Linked DNA regions of Anas platyrhynchos: region 2 is linked to region 1. The links are chromatin contacts, called in public Hi-C maps. All regions are on one chromosome and are shown on one strand. Each heading gives the region's core, a stretch centred on a gene start, on an enhancer-like site or on the middle of the called end of the contact. The rest is flanking DNA. Distances are from core to core; before and after follow the strand shown. Region 1 has its middle 12 kb from the start of DMTF1. Region 2 overlaps ELAPOR2 (endosome-lysosome associated apoptosis and autophagy regulator family member 2).

Region 1 (3,567 bases), core at 661-3,160:
TATATGCTATGGATGGAGTATGGCTTGCCAGCCTGAGCATGCTGCCCAAAGGCAAGCCTGTGGCTGCTGGCAGGGCACCTTTCAGTGCAACTCATCATCTAGATGGAGAGGGATGCAGGGGAAGGAGGTGCAGGTGATGGCAGAGGTGATTCGGTGATAGCAAGGGATTTGGAGGGGATATTTCAGCTAGCAGCAAAATCTGCCCCTGTATTTCCAGCTCCTTTCATTAAATCCATTATTTTTTCCTGAAATTTACAAAAAAAAACTTCGAACACTGATGCCAAGGCAAAGCTACCAGCAGACAATGAGTCATTATATCATTAAAAAAACAGTTTTAGCCATCAGTCTAATGAGCAGTGAAAGGACATCTGGCCTGCCTCTAACAGGTGATTTTGAGTTATCCGAGTAAGAAATTCTTTTTTGTCTCTGCAGCTGGTGAGGCATGTTAGCAGGGATCAGAAAAATCTCTGCTCGAGAAAGAAAGGCATCTCTGCAGCAGGAGTGACAAGAAGAAAAAGGAATAAAAAATAGCATTTTTTCCCTCAAATGAACAGTAAGCCAATTAAAACGTTCTGTCATCAATCAGATAGTTTGGAAAGAAAGCTGAAAGTTGTCAATGTTAAGATTGCAGTCTTGAGATCCACTTCTTTCCTATTCTTACCTCTACCACAACGTGACCATCCATATGAAGGAAACACATGCACTCAACACCTGCAGGGGCTTCACTTTTTTCGGCACAGTCCTGCTGGGAAATTGAAAATATCAACTCTCCGGATTCACAGCATGTAAATACGTAAATATATTCTGAACTTCAAGCATGACAGGTTGACAGGTTCTGTGAATTTACATGAGGAACATACACTTTGGGAGTCAGTGCCATACTTTTTTTTTTTAGGTAATATTTGAGTATTTAGGACCCTCTTCAGACCCATTGAAATCAAGGGAGTATTTTGTAGAATTTAAAGAGGTTGAATTTCAGGTCCTTCCACAATTACGTCAAATCCATTTCAGACTTTTCTTTGCAGATCACTGAGGAATATCATTCATTATGTCTTGGACAGCTATGGCAAACAGCCCTGTGATCAGGAAGCCTAGCAACTCCTAATGCTTTAAGAAAAAAAAAAGTCAGTTCTGGTTACGCATATGAAAACACCTAGAAAAATACCCAAACCAAATGCATGGCTGAAAAGATGTCAGATGTCACATCAGCCTTTTCAGGTATTTTAAAGCATCTCAGCCCTCTTGAGTTGACAGCTTTCAATAATTCAGGTATTGCTGTAGTGTGCATTGGACATCACATGTAGCTGTGAGGAGTAAAAGGGAAATATGGAAACAAAGCCAAGACATTGTACAGTAAGGACTCAAGGTTTTTATTCAATAAAAGAACAAATAAATATTGCTGATATATGTGCAGAGAAGTGGCTGAAATTGGTGCCTTAATTTGTTATTTTGTTTTTTTCTACCTCTTTTGCCTTTTTATGCTGTGCCTTTAATCCCAGAGCTGCCTGCAGCCTGCTGTAGCAGCATCTGTGAACCAGGCCGGTCTGATTTCCAGGTCTGATGCACACCAGGTCTTGCCTTTTTCCCCTGCCTTTCCCTTTGTAATGATGATTCAGCCATAGAAGCCCTTCTAATTGATGTTAGGGAGGATCCAGCCTGTTTTATCCTGCTTTTTCAGGCTGATGGAATTGCCTTGGCTTTAGGACATTGTTCATTTGCAGGAAAAACATCAGACTCCAACATTAAAAATCAGGTTTCAGGTGCGTGTTTCCAAAGTTCTCTCCACTCAGCTCTGAATGTTTCCTAAACTGAGCACTGCCTGTAGCTGAGGTCAAGGCTGAGAGGCAGAAAAGGCCACTTGTGGAGACTTTATCTACATCCAGCCTTCACCCAGACTTGGTAGCATCCAGATCAGGGAATTTGGATGTGACTCCTGTCTAGGTTCATCAGGATAAGTTCTGTGCCCGAGTACTGTGCGAAACTGTGCAGATTCCCCAGCTCTGTGACCTTCAGGGAGCCTGCCAGCTAAATTCAGTCATTTCTGTGCAGCTATTCTTTATCCTCATGGTGCGTAATAGCTTCATTATGTGCGTGAAGAGCTGGGAGAGATGTGAAAATAGCACTGAAGAAGTGACAAAAGCATGATGCGCTTTCCCAGAAATTTTCTGTAGAACTTCATTACATTGCTTATTCTCAAAAAATGTCAGAGAGAATTAACTTCTTGGTAAATTAACAGCAACAACAACAAAATGTCTGTTTTGTGTTCTGGCCATGAGGAATAGGTGAGTCCAGATTAACATATTTATCACAAAGAGACAAAAATAATGCAAAACCAATTCAAAATGACGGTAACAGCCAGCAGCATATATGAGAGATGGATTTCCTTAGAACTTTCTCTGGTTTCCATTTTCTCATGGCAAATAATTATTACCTTTCAATTTGAACAGCTTTATGTGAATGCATTATAACCCACGGCTGGATGGAAGAAATCCCCACATATGGACATATGGAAAGAGGTGAGGTATAGGGGTAGGGTCACTCATCCTGGTCAAGAATAAGCACTACTCAGTTATCAATTCAGCCTTTTCCAAAAATGAGGCTTTTCTCAAAATAAAATGAAATTAAAGGTGATAAAGCAATTACTAGTGACATTCTTGGGGGGGGATTTGATCACAGACTAAAGAAGTTCTGAAACAAAAATTTCTGGTTTTCAGTAAAATATTCATAGACATAAGCAATATCATTAAAATATTGTTATCAATACTCAAAGTCTTTCTCTGATAAGGAAAATTCTGAGTTTAAAATAGATTTGTCTCTTGAGCATCCCCACATCCACACCATGAGAACACAGCTGTTCTCATGGTGTGACACGTCCCAGTTTAGGCTCCTATACAGACATTCACGGTTTCACGACAGGGTTTTATAGCACAGTTCAGTTCCACCTAAAGGCAAATTTTAAACTCTGGTCCAAGCACAGTTATAGGCTAATGCATTTTACCACCTCTTTATCTCTCCTCTATTGTGAGTTTGGCAAGTTTTCCACTTCTGAGGTAAGAATGACATTATCTATTGTCCCCAAATGCTGTGAAGTTTGATTAACATTGATGCAATAGCCCCAAAATACCTCACTGGCAAACATCTGTATTAATTTGTTTCTTGAATTTGAACTCCTTCTTTAATGTTGCCTTCTAGCATGGCTACTTAGACAGCCATTGCCAGTTTCATATCATTTTCCAGGCGGACGGGCACGTGGATTATTGTGTGTTTGACAATTTGTCCATCACAGTTTGGGAAATACAAACCTTATCAGAGCAGAGGAAGCTGGATTTGCAGCTCCAGCTGTGCTTGCCTCTGGGTTTCAGAAGCAGCAGTTCCCAGTGGCACAGACAGAGCAGAAATAGCTGCAGGAGGAGGTGTGCTCAAGGTTTGATCCCGACCCGGACCTCTGCCTACCTCCTGAGAGCCCCAGACCTCCTGACTGCTAGCTCCTGGCATAATTCTCAGTTTCTCCCAAGAGATATTTTCCACTTTTTCTAAGCAATTAAATAATCTGGTCAGCCAGAGATT
Region 2 (3,567 bases), core at 682-3,181, 91 kb after region 1:
CAGCACAAGGACAGGGATGGATCAGAGCGAGTCCAGAGGAGGCCACGAGGATGCTCAGAGGCTGGAGCCCCTCTGGGGAGACCTCCCAGTGGCCTGCCAGGGCCTGAAGGGGCTGCAGGAGAGCTGGAGAGGGACTGTGTGTCAGGGGGTGTGCTGGTAGGACAAGGGGGGATGGCTTTAAACTAAGAGAGGGTAGATTTAGATTGGATATAAGGAAGAGGTTCTTTACTCAGAGGGTGTTAAGGCCCTGGCACAGGTTGACTAGAGTAGCTGTTGTTGGGGAGAGTAGGTTTGGAACTAGATGATCTCTAAGGTCCCTTCCAACCCAAACTGTTCTATGTTTCTGTGAAACTTTGGACAGTGGCATTTCAGTAGCAGTGGATTAGGTGTGAATTAAGTGTGCAGCTGATCTGGAAGATGTGGGGTTATATGACTTATTTCAGGTGGGATGTTGAGCAAGTTTGAGGAAGAGACTTGACCCCAGGTGTTCTAAATTGTAGCGCAAAGCTTTGAAATGGCCTCTCTCCCTGTTGGAATAAAGGCTGAGTAATTGAACTCATACATCAAAGGGACTTGGTACTATATCTTCAGAGAAGACAGCGATGAGAAGAGTGGAAAGCTCTGAGGCCAAGTGTCTTACGCTGCTGTAAGGAGAAGCAGTAGGGCTGCACTGGGCCTGACCAAGGGACAGCTGGCCTTGTACCTCTGCCAGGACAGACCCCATGGCATGTGCCCTCTCTCTGGAGAACATCACTCTCATCTCTGAGGTCAGCAGGCAGGGAGCCAAACAGACAGTGTATATATTGGCTGCACCAGAAAGCATGTTGGAGAAAGCAGCTTGTCATCTAGCCTTCGGCTGTCCTCTCCTAACTCTCCCCTGATATAGGGGCTTAGGACCTCTAGGTTTAAGAACTGGCTCTTGTGAGCTTGGGAGAAGGAGGAAGCAGCCACAACAAGATGCTCAGCATCCAAATCTAACCAGACAGTGAGAGAACAAGGCTGAGATCTGCTCCTCCTGCTCTTTTTTTCATCTGCATCAGGGTTGCTGTTATCAGAGGCACTGTAAGCTTCCAGCAGGTTTTGAAAGTTCCCCCCCCCACCCCAATAAGGCAGCTGATGTCCTAAATATGTAGACAACAGGAACAAAGCTGAATTTTATCATTCCCTGCCAGCAGTCATTATGCTGACAGAGAGAGGCATCTGATTGTGATCACCATCTTGTGTTTTAACTAACAGATACAAAATGACCAGTGCAAAGAGATGGAGTCCACGGCAGACAAGTGGGTGAAGCTGACAGACAATGGGGAATGGGGCTCTCATTCTGTAAGTGTGCAAAGAATTACTTCATCAAGTGTGGTGTTTTTGTTTGTTTGTTTGTTTGTTTTTTCATTTATAAATGTCTGTGACTTCCTCTGAACAAACAAGGATCAGATCCTGTGAATGCATGTGAAGAAGCACAGCTTGCTGGTACTATGGGAAAAATCACCAAGATCTCTAGGGGGCTGATCCCGAAGCAGATGATAGAGATGAAAAACTTTCTATCGATTTCCTTGAATTGAGTGCTTTAAGAGGCTAAACAGATTGATGCAAATCCACATTCCACAATCACTCGGCATGACTGTAATTGCAATCTTCTACAACAGTTGTTTGCTTGTGAGGCCATGAGATTATTCCTTGTCACTCAGCCAAGGCTGCGAGTGGTGGGCACGTGTGTGATGTGCAGGCAGGCGGGACTGGCGTTTTATTCCCAAGTGCATGCACCCAACTTGTGCTTTTGAACTTATTCTGTTAAAAAGCAAGCTGGCAGCACCAGGGTGGCTCCTGTGGCAAACATAAGTGTGTCCACGTTGGGAGCAGCAGCTCTTTCCCTGGCTGATAGCCCAGCCAGCTGAGCTTGTTCTCTGCGCAGACCACGTGTAGACTCATTAGCTCATGCTGACGCCTGTTTTCCACTAGGCCATCATACCCTAATTCCCAGAGCCATGCCAGCAAAGGCCCAGCGTAGATGACATTACGCCAGAATAAAAAGGTTTTTATTGGCATAGAGAGCAGCCTGCTCTCTGTTTTCCATTGTCTGCTTATCTTCCTGGAGGACAAGCTGTGTTCCCGAGCCAGCTCCGGTTGGCAGTGCCTGATAGCTCAGGTGCAAACCCTGCCTGAATCACGTTGGGAGGCAGGAAAGCTGTGTCAGAAGGGGTGACTGGCATGGACTGAGAGGTGGATCTGAGGCCAGGCCATTGACTTGGGTGAACAAAAAGAAGTAGACTGCATCTGCACAGGATATGGTGCCATATGAGCTCCTCGTTCGGGATGTGCAAGTGCAAGTCCACTGATAGGAAGGCTGCTTGCATGCCTGGCTGAAATGTAAATGTGAGCCAGGTGAGATGGCTGTTCTGGATCTCCTTGAGGCTTTTATCTGTTCTGCAAATGTAGTCATGCCAGCTTCTCTGGCCCCAGCATTCCAGTTGCTGCAGCTCTGCTTTCAGCATGCTAGTCCCGCTGCACCACAGCTAATGTTGGGTATCTCTACACCATGAACAATAGCGTAGTTTGAATCAATGTGGTCCCACTTCTGCTGTTGCCTGCAGTAACCCAGCTCCCAGTGCTTCTCTGGATTGTAGTTGTCTGGGAAGCGGAGGCAATATGTGCTGTGTCTCTACTTTGCTGAGTTTTCGGACTCTTTATCCTAGAAGAACAAAAACTGTAGCCCTGCCAGGGCTGCTCAGCATGGATTTAAACTCCAATATCCTGGATCCTTATACTGGTAGAGTTTAGCCCTATTCTTGTGTAAGGGTAGTTATACAAAGATAGAGCACCTTCAGGCCAGCATTGCTGTGTTGGCAGAGAGCATCTTGTACTAGTGGATGCAGTACAGCTTTATAGGCCAAGTAGGGTCTCAGTAAACCTGCTGCTGTTAGTGTCTAGAATGATGCTGTAGTAATATAGGTGAGTTGAAGTCAGCAGGCACCATCACACTACTGAAAGTAGTCCTGCCTTCCTCCTTCTGTTTGTCCTGCCCATGGTGCCACCAACCCACCACCCAGGCTTGTGCAGCTGCCTGCTGAACCACATTGTGAAGACAAGTAGGTCAAAGCAGCTGGAAGCTCGGTGCTTTCCTGTGCCTCCTTTGTTGTTCAGGGTCAGTAATGAGCAGGAAGGATGGGACTGCAGACTGGGACATCCATGGTTTGTGCTGGCTTAGTGTTCATGAAGTTGTAGTGTTAGGCAAAGCTTGATTTTTAAAGCTTTGCCTGTATAGAAAACTCACATGTAAGCCTGGATTTTCAAACATTTGTCCGTCCCCCCCCCCTTTTTTTTAAATGTATCTCAAGGCTTTAAAAACAATGAATATCCAGCTAGAGGTAAATGTTCCTGAGTGCCAGAGGTAGCTGGATAAATGCAGGAGCAGATTTTCCTAGCTCTTTTTACCAGTTCAAAAGCAGCTTCGGTGTTTTTCCATTAAACTGGGGTGTCAAATAGCTTTTTTATTACTTCTACTTTGACGCTTTTCAGAGATGTCTCTACAGCACCTGCCTAGGTGTCTCCCCATTACTTCTCGACTCCCTA

The links. A called contact is a pair of places that touch in the nucleus more often than the background predicts.
Region 2: a Hi-C map of F5 follicle shows a contact between it and region 1, with 4 times the contacts expected there. The contact joins two enhancer-like sites. A contact is called at or near these places in 6 of 8 Hi-C or Micro-C datasets (F1 follicle, F5 follicle, liver and 2 more).

The regions. Positions count from the first base shown.
Region 1 is chr1:7,838,396-7,841,962 of IASCAAS_PekinDuck_T2T, forward strand. No RefSeq gene overlaps it. Among named protein-coding and RNA genes, the nearest start is that of DMTF1, 12 kb to the left of the region's middle. Within about 2 kb of position 1,911, at least 2 of the 8 cell types and tissues checked have an H3K27ac peak or open chromatin away from gene starts, as enhancers often do.
Region 2 is chr1:7,929,485-7,933,051 of IASCAAS_PekinDuck_T2T, forward strand. ELAPOR2 (endosome-lysosome associated apoptosis and autophagy regulator family member 2) reads left to right here. Exons shown (of 22, transcript XM_027460197.3): 5 at 1,237-1,323. Among named protein-coding and RNA genes, the nearest start is that of ELAPOR2, 70 kb to the left of the region's middle. Within about 2 kb of position 1,932, at least 3 of the 8 cell types and tissues checked have an H3K27ac peak or open chromatin away from gene starts, as enhancers often do.